Linked DNA regions of Anas platyrhynchos: region 1 is linked to region 2. Evidence: chromatin contacts called from public Hi-C data. All regions are on one chromosome and are shown on one strand. The core of a region is the stretch at or near the end of the contact, and the rest is flanking DNA. Distances in the headings are between cores, read along the strand shown.

Evidence for each region. Hi-C and Micro-C count contacts between places; a contact is called where the count stands out from the background.
Region 1: a contact with region 2 is called in a Hi-C map of subcutaneous adipose tissue, with 2.4 times the contacts expected there. The contact joins the promoter of BMI1 here to the enhancer-like site in region 2. A contact is called at or near these places in 3 of 8 Hi-C or Micro-C datasets (F5 follicle, liver and subcutaneous adipose tissue).

The regions. Positions count from the first base shown.
Region 1 is chr2:140,628,354-140,635,717 of IASCAAS_PekinDuck_T2T, forward strand. It overlaps BMI1 (BMI1 proto-oncogene, polycomb ring finger), which reads left to right and starts at 5,129. Exons shown (of 14, transcript XM_038174833.2): 1 at 5,129-5,358; 2 at 6,795-6,906; 3 at 7,003-7,066; 4 at 7,180-7,214. The coding sequence starts at 5,229.
Region 2 is chr2:140,294,676-140,301,857 of IASCAAS_PekinDuck_T2T, forward strand. SKIDA1 (SKI/DACH domain containing 1) reads right to left here. Exons shown (of 2, transcript XM_072033693.1): 2 at 6,791-7,182. Among named protein-coding and RNA genes, the nearest start is that of SKIDA1, 11 kb to the right of the region's middle. Within about 2 kb of position 3,771, at least 6 of the 8 cell types and tissues checked have an H3K27ac peak or open chromatin away from gene starts, as enhancers often do. A contact at or near this core is called in subcutaneous adipose tissue, where this site is marked.

The sequences.
Region 1 (7,364 bases), core at 3,879-6,378, 340 kb after region 2:
AAATGGCCCATCATATTAGTTGTTTTAAAATCTTTTGCGGCTTGATACTGCTGAACCATAAAAATAGAATTAGAAGTGTTATGCTATGCATCTCTTTAAAGAGTTGATTACTGATAACTCATTGTTTGTATTTTTATATTACCTACCTTGATAAGAAGCTAACTAAATGCAGAGCTACAAGAAAAACACATTTGTTTGTTATATAAACACGAAATTATTTCCCCAACTATGGTAAACAACATTTTAGTGCCCTGACATTGAACATCTGGAGACAAATAGTACCTAAACTGTACAGCTTCATTTTCCTTTGAGGTTTATCTATTTTTACTTACATTTGCTGGATGTCAGCTTATAATAATTACTCTTCTATACACATCTCTAGCACTAATGTGACAGACTGTGAATGCTTCTTGACAATAGAGCATAATATCCTCCTTACAGGCTTCCAATAGCGAGGCTGCAATCTCACCACCAAGTGCATAAACACGTAAAAAAGTCTTACTTAAAACATTGACAAATTCCAAATGCATTTAGTTTGCTGTTGAAAAGCACACGCAGGCTATATGTTCCTCGATAAATCTAAAAAATGAGGCTAAAAGTAAAGTACTTGCAGCGCAGCGTGTGACATCTGAGTGCTGCTTGAGCAGCAGGAACAGTAGGCACAACTTTGAAGCGTCTGCAGATTATGTCAGATGATTTGAAAGGAAGCAAAAATGTCAGTTTAAAATCTACTGCTAATAACTGTTGTTTACTGAGACAGAGTACCAATACAAACATTAAAAAACATTTCCTAGCGTTTTTGTGAGTATGACAAAACTACTTTCATCTGCGACGCAGGAGTAGACGTGGAATCATGCTAACAGTTCCCTAAAGCAACGGGAATCTTTTTGTATTTCTTCATTTAACATTAAAGGTGAGCACCTTCGTGTAGGCCTCGTTTACAAATCTCCCTGAATTTAGTCCAAGACACTAGAGTTTTGTCTTAAGAAAGAGCAAACAATCTGAACTACAGAGCTTTATTTCTCTGTGAGAGAAAGAGCATGACTGAAAACTCAGTAAATGCAGTAATTCCCCTTAATTAGTACGACTCTGAACTGTGCATACTACTGTGAACTATTCATAAAAGAATAAAGCTGCTATCCTGGAGGATGTGTTGTCCAGTACATTACAATAATGCCTGCTTACATGTCCAAATCATTACATCATTTTATTATTCATTTTCGGTGTGATCTTACACATGGACATGTGCAAATTCTCCCTGTGCTTTTTTTAACATATAAAATATAAAAAGAAATGCATTTCTAAGAGTTTGTTTTGATAAATATTTTACTAAAATAAGGGGACTTTTATAATACGCAAGATTTTTTCTCTGTCTTTCGAAATCTGAGCAGCTATGATGTTTTAAACAAATAAAACTTCTCTGTTTTGTCTCTGTTCCTGAGTACTTAAATAGGGATTGTAACATAAATAGCTTAAATGTGTATAATTTAAAAGGGAATAAAATTTAAATGTGAAAGCTGTCTGTTTAGTATTTCTTAACATTTTTTTTTTTACAGACTAAGAATATATGGCTCTTTTCACATATGAGGGGAATGCAGGAAGATTTTAAGTTTTGACAAACAGAAGACAGAAACAAGTCAGAATGAAGCAAATCAAAAGGTAAACAGATAAGTCCTGGTTGTTTTGTTTTATTTTTTACCTAAATTAACGTCAGTTAAATTCAAAACTAGTACCTAAGAGTGAAAACATTTTTTTCAGATTAAACTTAGAATAAGAAATATTAAACTCCTGATCAAAACTATATTCAGCTACTACAGGTTTTACCTTACTAAAATAAATCAAGTGCTTTCACATATATAATTCAAAAGTTAATTTCCTGATCTGCTACTCAGAACTATTTGTGAGCAAACAAAGTAGGTTTTATTGAATAGTCCTTGTCCTTACCCAAACAAGGCATTTATTGGAATTAATACATACAAGAAAAACTTGAGGGTATCAAATATTTTTGCAAATAGATGTGAAGCACTGTGCTTTCACCAGCTATGAGGACTGTCTACAAGAATTGTACCAACTAAATAACCCACGTTACAGCTTTGTTCAAGGCAGTATTTTATTTGCTATATTGCACTTCTCTACCATTTGCACAGGGGACTTTTTTCTGGGCCTTTTTGAGTATGCATGCTCCCTTTCTTTCATGCTATGATAATATCAGCGAATGAAACATGAATGTCATTTTTTTCTTTCAGAAATTAATCCATGCAAAATCAAACTTAGTAGTAAATAGTCACAAATTATTTAATGTTCTTATCTGCTTCAAACACTTTTTTTCCCCAGCAAAATATTTAAGTTATAATTAGTAGGCTCACTACTAACTTAAAAGAGAGATTCTAGAGGCAGCCCATTACTCTGTGGATGAAACTCTAAAGTCAGTAATAATTTGACTAAAATTGACATTAGAAATATCACCTTACGTTACTGTTTTCTCACTCTGTGAAAAAGAATAAACAGAAAAAAATGCTACTCTGAGAGTTTTCAGCAATACTTACACCAACTCTTAAATTTTATGAATTAGTGCACATGACATGCAAAATGATTTCCCCTCATTTTGATCAGTTGCATTATTTTGTTTTAAGTAACAAAGAACAAGCTGTAAAAAAGACTAGCTCACGTGGACTGAGGTAGTTTCACTGATTAATTAATATTCAAATATTAATGCATTTCCTTTGTAGTTTCCTTATTTGATATACATGTTGGCTTCCTCCTCTTGGAAATTATGATGAGCGGGGTTTTAAAACATGTAAACACTATGCACAGGCAGTAAAATCTGATACCAGTTTGACAGCCTGTGAATCCATCTTCTGTCCTTTTTGGGGTGAAAGAAAAAAAAAAAAAAAAAAAAGGAGAGAGAGAGGAAAAATAAAGGTCAGGCTGAGAGGCTGGGCAGGGGAATTGAGAACACAAATTTAGTGATTAAAATTAATTAAAGGACTGACACGGCTGTATAATCTTGTGATGAATCCTTAACAGTTGTTTTGTCTGTAAAAGATAGATTTTGATTTATATATTTCAATATGCTATAAATGATAAGAGAATGTTGAAGAATAGATTTCTGTAGCATTTAACCATGCCATATGTGTACATTGCTAACAGTTTTTTTATGACAATCCTTTTCCATAGCTGTGGTCTCTGCACCTTTGTAAATCTACAGCTCAGAGCTTTGTCCTCTCCTCCATTTTATGGTTTTTCTTCTCCTCCATTTTATGCCTTTTCTTATGTATCGTGTCTATATTTGACAACCATACCACAAGACAGAGAAAGCCTGATTTTGCCAGCCCACCTTGCTGTTGTCATGCCTTTTAGTTTCTGGCAAAATGCAAATCAGCAGGAATTCTGTCAGGCAGAGCTCTGAAGCTCAGCGTTCATCAATTCAGTGGTGTTCATTTGTATGCCAAAGCATCGGACCAGTGCTATCACATCAGATCATACACCAAAAATGTACGCAGTCGTTCTTCGTGCTGCCGGGAGACCTGACACTGAGCTTACACGGTGTGTCAAAATTAAGGGCCGGATCCTGCAGGCAGTAGACTTTTATTATTTTTACCTCAGTTTGTGCATAGTTGAGACGTAAGTTTAGCAATGCATGATTTTACCTAGTGAGCGGAGAACCCACAGTGCCAGCAACCTGATTGCTCGTGTCCTGCATCAGTACTGAGGACGAAACGTATGTGACAGGCAGACAGCTGATTTAGAGAAAATAAGTGGATTAATATCACAAAGAGAAAACACATTTAAATGCATGTAAAATGTGATGTGGCTAGATGTGATAAAATACAATTTTACTGTTCTCACTGGAACAAAACTTTAACTGGCTTCAAAACCTTGGCTGAGCTCTTAGATGACAGTCTACAATTAGTGACAGGTACAGATGTGGATACAAAATTCCTAACAGCTCTTCAATTAAATCCAGTCAATCGCCTGGAATAGGTCAGGAGAAATGAAATTTGGGTATTCAAAGCTCTCTCCTAGCACGAGGTCCACTCCTCTGGCAGCAGTGTCAAAATACAACGGGATCGCGGCACAGGTCAGAAGCTGACCCAAAGAGCAGGGGATGCTCACCAATTTTAAATTAGGTTATGATAAAATATGGGGGCATGACAATATATAGGGGTATGCACGGGATATGCTTTACACGTTGCACTACATTTACACTACATTTACACATGTGCTAGTGCATCTGACTTACTCTCCTCACCAAATCCTATCTCAGACAAGAAGCATTGCAAATGTAGAGGAAAAACTGCTTTTTTTACATGATTTTATGTTATGTATTTGGTGATAATTGGCAGCTGGTCATTTTTACACTTCGTGTTGTCTGAGATGTATGTGCAGCGTGGAAAGGCTGCGTTGTCTGAAATGTATCTGTAATGTGGAAAGGACTAGCTTGCTGTCAGTATGTAGATGTTATGTTAAAATCACCAAGCTGGCAGGGGCCTTTATCTTCTACTTAAAAAAAAAAAAAAAAATTAAATTTCAATGTGGAATTCCCACTGAAGAAATATTCCACGAATAAGGCTTGTTCAGTCAGTATGTATATGTTATTTAAAAATCACCAAGCAGGCGGGGGCCTTTAGCTTCTACTCTTAAAAATATAAATAAATGAGGAGATTTTGGTGCTGAATTTCCACTTCGGAAATATTACAATAAAGGTTTGTGGAGGGAAGGCTCGGTTGTGCGTTAGCGTCCCTGTCAGTGCTTGTATTGCTTTCAGACTGAGATTTGGGATTTTTCGCTTCAGAAACACCACAGTAAATTTGTCGAGGGCAGGCTGGGGTTACGCGTTGGCGGCTCAGCCCGTTCAGAGCGGGGTGCCGCGGGCCGTTTCGCCGGCCCCGGTTAGGATTTTCTCCTCAGAACATCAAAAAAGAGGCGACTGAGGGGGGAAAATCCTGAATATTCACAGGCTTCGGAAGCAGCCGAGGGAAGGCCCGGGGGGCGCCTTCCTCAGGGTGACGAGGCCGGGAAGGGCGCGGGCGGGCGGGCGGAGGCGCCGCCGGGGCGAGGGCTCCGCGGTACCGCGGAGCCCTCGCCCCGGCGGCGCCTCCGCCCGCCCGCCCGCGCCCCCCGCTCCCGGTCCCCGGTCCCGGCCGGCTCCGCCCCGCCGCCCCCGCCGCCGCCGGTGATCAGCTGCCGCGCGTCACGTGGCGCGTGTCGAAGGTCACGGCGGCACAATGGAGCTGTCGGCGGCCGCGCAGGGCGGGTGGCGGCTGCTGGGCGACCCCCGCCGCCTCCCCCGGGCCGCCTACACCGCGCTGCTGCGCGCCGCCTTCCGCGGCCTCCTGCAGCCCCCCGGCGGCCTGGGTGAGCGCGGGGAGGAGGGGAGAGGGATCGGGTTGTAATAGGGGATTGGGGGGGGGGTGTTAAGGGGGCCACCTGCGGGAGGTGGGGGGGATGCGGTGTGCAAAGGGGGTTGGGGAGGGTGGGGGGGGGTCCTGTGTGGGGCTGCGGTGCTCGGTGCTCGGTGTTAAGGGTGTGCGTGTACGGGGGGGCGTGTAAATATAGGGGGGGGTGTGCATGTAGGGGTATAGGGGTGTGCATGCATGGGGGTGTGTGTGCACATAGGGGTGCGTGCATATAGGGGTGTGAATGCATAGAGGGGTGTGCAAGCATATAGGCTTGCATGTGCATATAGGTCTGTGTGTATATGAGGCTGTGTGCATGCTTATAGGGCATGCATGAATATAGGGGTATTGCATGCATATATGCTTGTCTATGCATATAGGGGTCTGTGTGTATACTTCTAGGAGTATGCATGAATATAGGGGTATGCACACATATAGATGTGCATGCATATAGGAGTATGCATGCATATAGGTGTGTGTGCACATAGGGGTGTGCATGCACATAGGGGTATACATGAATATAGGGGTATGCATGCATATAGGCTCGCATGCGCGCATATAACAATGTGTATATAGGACTGTGTGCATCCATATAGGGGTCTGTATGCACATACATGTGCATGGGTATAGGGTTATGCATAAATATAAGATTATGCATGCATATAGGTTTGTGTGCGGATATATAGGACTGTGTGCGTGCACATAGGGGTGTGCATGTATATAGGGGTATGCACGAGCATAGGGTTATGCACATATATAGGTTTGCTTGCGGGCACGTAGAACTGTGTGCATATAGGACCGGGTGCATGCACATATAGGGGCGTGCGTCTATATAGGACCGCCCGCATGCATATAGCCGCGTGTGCATGCAGGCGGGGGTGTGCACGCGTGCAGCGCCGCGGGTGCGTGCACAGAGGTGCGTGCACAGAGGTGCGAGCACACCGGCACCGCCGCCGGACCCTCGCCCGCGGGTGCCGCTGCACGGGGCCGCCCCGCCGGCAGGATGCAAAGCGGCGGAGCCCCGCCGGCACCCCGCACCCTGCTCCCCGCACCCTGCTCCCCGCACCCTGCTCCCCGCACCCTGCCGGGCCGGAGGGGGGCGGCGGTGCCCCGGCTGCGAGCCTGCCTTTAACCCGCAGCCGCCCCGGGGAACCGCGAGCGGGGCGTGCAGAGGAAACCCAGCTTCTCCTCGCTTTATTTTTTTTTTTCCTATCGTTTTTAATGGGGTGGAGAGTTAGGAGCAGCGCCGGGACGCACCGCGGGGTCCGTAGCATCCCCCATCCCTTCCCCTTCTTCCCTTCCCCTTCGTCCCGACCTCATCCCCAACCCGGTCCCCGACCCCGGGCGAAGTTTGCGGGCTCGGCGTTGCCCTCCTCAGCGGGGCGTTTGTTGTAGACGATCCAGACCTGCAAGATATCGACCCGGCGGTGTTAAAGCACTGCCACGCCGCAGCTGCGATGTGCATTCTGGAGGCAGCAAAGCAGAGAGCCGACGTGGCTGCCATCAGGTACCAGCAGCGCCCTGCGGCCACCCCATTGCTGCCCTGGCTCACGGCCGAGCCGGGGCTAGCAGAGGGCTGATGAGAAGTTCTGCTTCCCCGCAGCACGTGCCTGGAAGACTGTAAATTGGAGAAAGAGAGAATCGAGCAGTTTTGCACCGAATACCAGGTTTTGAATCCAATTTGAACGTATTGGTCTTCTCCTTCTCCTGCAGCAATTTGTTTGAAGCTTCCAAATATATTTTCCTTTCTCTCCCCCTCTCTTTTTTTTTTTTCCTTCAGAAAAACAAGGATGCCTTGGAAATCCTGTTGGGAAGGTAGGTGAATCAGTGCCCATTAAAGCTACTTTGAAACTCTCCTGGAAAACATCCATGCATATTTCACCTGATTAAGTAAAAATATTGATTTTTAAAAATATATTATTTATTTTTATTTTTTTACATTTTTAACAGCCCTTAGAAAACAGC
Region 2 (7,182 bases), core at 2,521-5,020:
TGAAAAGAGCGCTGAAAGCAGAGCAAGGGCGCTGCTGCTGCTTTACGCCGCTGAGCAGAGCCGGGGCGAGGGGTGCTGAGCTCGCCAGCAGCCTCCCAGCACCTATGCGGGCAGAGCCAGGCAACCTTCACTCGCAAATGCCTTTTCTTTCGGCAAAGCACCATTTATCTTCGGGAACCTGAGGCTGGTGGGGATGCAGAAACGTTAATCGCTCTCATGTCTATGCAGAGCTATTAACGCTATTGATTCTTAACTTTCTTAGCGAAGACAAATTTACCATATGTCGATGTGTAAACACTTTGGGATAAAATTAAAACCAGCTCCGCGCAATTGTCACCGCGCTTGATTCCCCTGCAAACTATCAGATGTTTATGGAGCTCGTCTCTCGAAATGATCAGACGCAATCAGCGTCGCTAAACCAAAGACAAGCAGTAAATTGCGTCTGAAAGGCGCCTCGCATCCGCAGGTTTGGTGAAGCCAAATTCCCTCGCAATCCGTGCTGGAGTCGGGCTGGGAGCCGCTGCGGCTCTCGGCTCCCCTCCGGAGCTTTCCTGAAGCCCGGTGTCATCGCTCTCCTGCGGAAAACGGGAGGAACAAATGCGGCCCCGCAGGCGCTGGCGGAGGAGCCGGGCTCCGCGCTGGAATTTTCACGGGCAGGCTCTGCGCATCTGTGCGCCCGTGTTTACAGAGGGAGGAGGAGGGAGGAAGGCCTCTGGAAAGGCAGCAGCCGCTTTTAAGTCTGCCGCCGCCGAAGGATTTGCTGTGCCGGGTATCCTCCTTGTGTGCCACGAGCAGTGCAAACACGTTGTAGAGAGGAGCTACCGAGATTCCCAACTTTCAGGTGTGTTCTCCAAAGTTGCCCCGCTTTCAAGCCCCCCCTTTCCGGCACGGAACAAACACGGCCGAGTGCTCGGATGGAGCCCGAGAGGTAGCGGCGGTTATCTGGAGAGCCTCGCCGTTTATCGGCCTCCCCACGGCCAGATAGCGACGGACGTCCCCAGGCTTGATGAATGGCAGGGCTTGTGGAGAATTCATACCTTTTACAGGCCCCCCTTTTACGGGAGGAGGCTACAGAAATCATAATGGCACGAATGAGCTTTTACTAGCAAAATTTGTAAACCCCAGGTAACCGTTCATAAACTTCCCCTAAAATAAAAAGGAGGCTGCGAGATCACAGGCTCGGAGAGCTGACATTATTTTATAGCACGTATTAAAGGCCGCTCTCTCTTTCCTCCCACCACATCATTCAGCGCGAACATCTTTTTCCCTCCGGCGACCTCAGGCAGCTTTTGACGGGGGGCGATTATGTCATAGCAAGAAACAACCTGAAAATCCTTCTCCCGCTTATAATGCCCTGCTTCAAACACCCGCGGCAGGCACGGCAAAGTTTCCCAAATGGGCTGGAAAACCGGTGGCGGAATAGCACGTTATCGCTATTTACCCGTCCCCAAGCTGGCATGTCCGCCTCAATGGAAACGAGCATTTCCGAGGGCGAGCGGCCCTCCTTTTATTTTTTTTTTCCTTTTTTCTTTTCCTTTTTTTTTTTTTTTCTTTTTTTTTTCTCCGCTTTTACTATTTCTCCTTTTGCTATTGTCTCGGCCGGTTTTACCCCGAAACCTTGGGGCATGCGAAAGCACCGTGGGTAAATCCAAACCACATGTTCGCACCCGTGCCGCGGCGCTTTTAGCGCTCGCAGCCCCTCTCTCCCTCCCGCACCAAAGCACAAAGAAGCCTGCGAAGGCCGGCCCGGGGGCTGCATCCCGCACAGCCCCGCACAGCCCCGCACAGCCCCGCACAGCCCCGCACCGAGGCGGCCGGGAGCCGGCAGCCGAGCCCCGGAGCCGCCCGGGAGGTGCCGCCCGCACCCGCATCGCCATCCAGCGCGTCTTTTGCAAGGCTCCGGTTGTTTGTTAGTTTATTTATTTTGCCCGGGAAGGCAGAGAAAGGGGAATGACAGGATGAAATATAATACAAAGATGTGAAGTGACCCGAGTGGCAGCTGAAGGCAAGGGTTTAGCCGGGACGTGTTTCCCAGCTAAACTCTCCGCTGCTCTTTGGGGAAAACCAAATGCAGGTTGATGGAAACATCCTGTTTGGAGGGAAATGGGCTGTACAGCCCTATCTGCCCGCTCCGACAGCACCGAGCAGCCGGGAGGAGAACTGCGGGAGCCAGTCCCGGGAAGGAGGGAGCCGAGCAGCCGACCCCTTCGCAATTCAAGCCCGGTCCCCGAAGGCACCGGGGGAAAATCGCCCGGCTCCGAGGGGCAGGGCTGGGGCTGGGGCTGCCCCGGGGAGGCTCGGCCTCGGCCCCGCAGGGAGAGCCGCGGAGGGGAAGCCAACAGATGTGGGCTGCACAACAACAGCAAAAAGGAAAAAAAAAAAAAAAAAAAAAAAAGTGAAACAAGTGCTCTAAACCCAGGGGGGATTTCTCCTAATAGCGAAATCAGAGGGAGGGAGATTTCGGGAAAGAGAATAGCCCGAGATAAGTTTCTGGGCTGGAATTTACATTTCATCGCGATTTGTATTTTATAAGGCGCCGCCACGTGCCGCCCCAACACGGCCCGGCGGCGGGGGGCAGCCCCCGAGCCCCGCTTTCCTCGGGGATCCCGGGGTTTAAGGGGGGGACGAAGTTTTGGGGAAGTTCCTTGCGGCTCCCCCTGCCCTCCCCCGGGCGGCCGGCAGTGGGAGGCGGGGGCAGGGGCACCCCAGGCCGGGGAGCCGGGGGGATAACAAAGAGGAGCGGCCCCTGCACGGCCACCACGGGGCCGGGGGGGCTCGGCCCGGAGCTGGGGGAGCCCCCCGGGGCGGCGGGGTCCCGGGGTGAGGGTGGGCAGCGAGGAGAAGGGAGGTGCGGGGCTGGGCTCGGGGCGGCCGTGTGATGGCGGCCGCGGCGATGGGGCTCGGGCAGCCCAGCACAGCCCGGCCCCGGGGTCACCGCGGCCGGCCCCGGCTCCTCGCTCCGGGCCACATTAGCGGAGCGGCCATTTACTGCCCCTCGATTGCACCCGAGACCAGGTTAGCTCATAAAGCCATTCACACCCAACAATGGGGATTTTCTCAACAATTAACAAGAAACAACATAATAAAGCCATTTACAAAGCCCCGGCTATTTACTATAAATTAGCCACTCTTTAAGAGACCAGTGCGTAATTTCACACGCTTTACAGCCCCGGCTGCGTTTTTTAAACGCGACCAAGCCAGCGGCCCTGTTGCACTCCCCGCTCCGACCCCTCTCCCCCGTCCCCTCCCCGGCTCTGCCCGGGGGGCCGCGGCGGCGGCGAACCCCGCGGCCCCCCGCGCACAAAGCAGGCAGGGCGGAGGGGCCGGGGAAGATGGACGCCCTCCGGCCGCGGAGCCCCGGAGGGGGGCGCGGGGCGGGGGCCGAGAGGCCGCTTTGAAGTGCGGGGGCCCGCGGGGTGCCTCGCCGCGTCCCCCCACACCCGCTCCCGGCCGCGGGGAGCAGCCCCGGGAGCGGCGGGGCCGCCGAGGGTGCCGGCGGGGCCGGGCCGTGTGGCGCCGGGCAAGATGGCGGCCCGAGGCGCGCTGTCCCCCGGGCCCGCCGCGCAGGGGCCGCCCCGAGAGCGGCTCAGCGCCGCCCGCGGCCTGCGGGAGCCCGGCCGCCGAGCGGGCAGGCCCGTGTCCGCCGCTCGAGGGCCCGCTTCTCCCGCTGGGCTCGTTGGGTTTCCTCCCTCTCCCTCCATGTTTGTTATATATATATATATTTTTTTTAAAGGCGAGGAGGCAGCCTTTAAAAGGAGAGGGAGCGGCGGCTCCCGCCGAACTCTCCCCCCCTGTTTACAAACACAGCTGTTGCCGTGTATTTGCAATGCTAAGGGTAAAGCCACCAGCGGCGAGGAGCAAACGAGGGGATGGTGCGGGAGAGGGGTCCTCGGCATCTGGAAAGGACAGGGCGCCTTGTTTTTGAAACTGTCAATTCCCTCAACCCCTATTGTGAGCGCTTCATGCAAAACATCTAGGGCCTTTTAAAGCTGGGGCTTGTGAGGCCGCCTCGGAGTGAAAAGGAGAGAGGGAGAGAGAGGGGCCTAGGGCATGGCAAATAATTATATCAGAACGGTAAAAAAAATGCGACGTGGAAGGCCTAAAATCAGTTCACCCCACGTCCCCGTGTCCCTTCCCGAGAGCTCTGGGCAGCCCCCTGCATGGCTCGGAGCGCTCCTGGGCTGCCCCGCGCCCAGCCAAGGAGCTGTGACACCGAGCTCTCCTTACACACGATGCTAGGGTTGAAATACCAGGGGAGGCTTGTGCATGGATAATGTCTACGAGTGTGACTTTAGCGAGGTAGAGCCCAGCGCCTCGGCCCTGGTTTTTCTAGCTGTTAGTTTTCACGTTCCTGCGATGGCCCTGCTTTTGTACCGAGGTGTTGGCCGAAGAGACCCGAGGATGAGCCATTACATATTCTTTCCAGCAATCATCTTAACCATAAAAACCACGATTAACAACGTTATCTGTATGTCACGTTCTCTAACATGCTGCGTACAGGGGAAATTTTCCTCCGGCTCACCACCGTGTGTAGAAAATGCTGCTTTTTTTTACACCTCCACGTCTTAACTACTCACACGTGTGAACAGTAACAAACAAAAACATGATAGCATTGTTCTCATTTCTGCAGAAACTTTAATTTATTGGCAACTAAATCTGTTATAGGAAAAAAGGATCAGAGACCATGTAAAAAATCACCGAGTGAATGATTGAACAGCAAACTTCATACAACAGCTACCACTATTTTGCATTATTGCTTGTAGTGGTGTTTTAAATAAACAACCAGTAAAGAGATTATCCCACTGTAGTCAAGTAAGTGTAGATTATAGAACAATCACTTCTTAAAAGTAAATTGTTGTAAACTGCAAGTTACATGTTTTAAGGCAATATACCTCGTTGCTGAAGGCATTACACGTGTTCCCTTTTTAATGCTCTAGAGAATTAAACATAGTCCAAAACTTTCTTTTGTCTTCAGTATGGTAACAGAAATCTTCCCAGAAAATGTATCAATGAGCTCGACTCGTGGCAAATACCTATGGAGGCTGGCCCAGAAAGTACACGCACGTCCCTAGACTGCTTTTTCCTTTAGAAAATGCTGGTGGGTTTTGTGTACACCAGGAGCTGGAAAATGGTGGCAATTCATTACCAATACATTTTGCGTTTTCTCCCCTGTAAGCGTTACAACAACGTTGTGACCTGGCTCGCTGGAACACCCTTGTTTTTCCTCCTTCTGAGAACTTACCTTTCTAGGAGAAAAGGGGTTATTTATACATAACTCAGTGATACGTCTTGATAGTATTAAGGCCGAAATGATAATGAATTCTGCTCGCAATAATAATCACAATGCCATCAGAAACAGCTACCAAACTACCAGAATTTTAAAGAATACCATTTCTTTCTTTTTTTTTTTTTTTTTTTTTTTTTAAATCCCTGCGTGTTATTGTACCTGGCTAATTTCTCCAACGGCAGTAAAAAACACGAAGGCTCCTGTTAGTGGCTTGCACTAAACTGAGGTGTACACGTGTGAAAATTATTTGGCTGTTTAACTTCTTGCCTTTTGATGTTGCCTGCGTGGAGGGGAGCCCAGCGGAGCAGCAGGGCCCTGGCCCGGGCCGGTGCCTGCCCCGGTCCCGGTCCCGGTCCCGGGGCTGGGTCTGGGCTCCGCTGAGGGCTCCGCAGCCCCTGGCAGGGCCGGGCGCCATATTTCACGTCCTCAACTCTGCAGAGCCTATTTGGTATAAATTTATGCTTATTCCTCCCCCTCCCCCCTCCAGGATTATTTAGGCAACCTGAAAAGGCACCTCTGTAATTTACAATTCCTGGCCAAATCAGCATATCTCTAATTGGAAGTAAACAGGGTCAGGGGACAGAGTTACTTTGAAAGTGATACGTTGTTTAACTGGCAAGGCGAAATTTTAGGTTTCGAGTTTGCATATTGCACCTTTGTAGCTTTTGCGTTTGGTTCTTTTTTTTTTTTTTCCCCTTTTTTTTTCTTTCTTTTTTTTTTTTTTCTTTTTGGTCAAGGGAAGACCTTTGTCAAGCAGACACGGCTTTCTACCAGAGCTGGGGGCTTTCCTGAGCAGTCCGTTTGGTACGTCCTTACAGTTCTCTGGAAATAAGGCTGTAATCTGTGCGGCTCTAAACACACGAATGTAAACATTCATCTCAGAACAACTTCAGTAAGCAGATTTTTCACGACCATCGTAATTTCAGCAGAGCGGCTAAGTATGCAATGCACCTTTTGCAATTGGCAGTTTAAAGTGATGTGTGTGCGTGTGAGTGTGTGTGTGTGTGTGCGTGTGCATGCAGGGGGGAAGGGAAACTCCACTGAAAGGCAATTGTTTACTCTTTCTAAATATATTTGGCTGCAGGTATTCTTAGCCTGGGCCTTTTTACAAGGAGAGGAAAACTCCGGTGGATATAGTAAACAGAGCTGAAATCAGTCAGTGGCCGCTCGGAATATTTAGCGACACGAGGGGTTGGGAGAGGGCATCACAAAAGGCAGGAATTAAAAAACTGAAAACCAGGCAGCGGACTGCCATCAGAAATGTTGACTTTGAGTCACACAGTAAACATTACATTGTTGCTTTGTTTTCCTTTTTTTTTTTTTTTTTTTTTTTTTTTTTTCTTTTTGATTTACGATAAATTATTCTCCCGGGATTGATCGATGAGTGGAATCCTTAAAATTTAATTTGGGGATGATCTAGTATAAATAAAATGCTAATCCAAAGAAAGAAACCAGCAATTATTCATCCTAAACTCTGCTGATTCAGCAACTCAATTAGAACTGCCTTTCTCAAGCTGCAAACTTTTCAGATTGTTTTCAGAGTTGCTGTGCCCGTCCTCCCCCCGAGACAGAGACCTTCCCCCGAGCAGCCCTGCCTCGACTCTCGGGCCTGCAGCCTTTTTTTTTTTTTTTTTTTCCCTTTCTTTCGGAGGGGCTGGGGGGGAGGGAGGGAAACAGTTAACCTCTTGAAGCGTATTTCCTCCAAATAAAACCAGTGAACTTACAAACGGAGAGGAAACCGTGGGTAACTCTGCAATAATTCAAAGTGTATGGAATCAGGAATTTTTAAACAGTGTTTTTAATTGAAAATAAAGCTAAAGCATGCTTTTCAACAGTGCAAATTTCCATAATTTTGATTTACTGCTTCCATCATCACAATATATTATACCAGCATG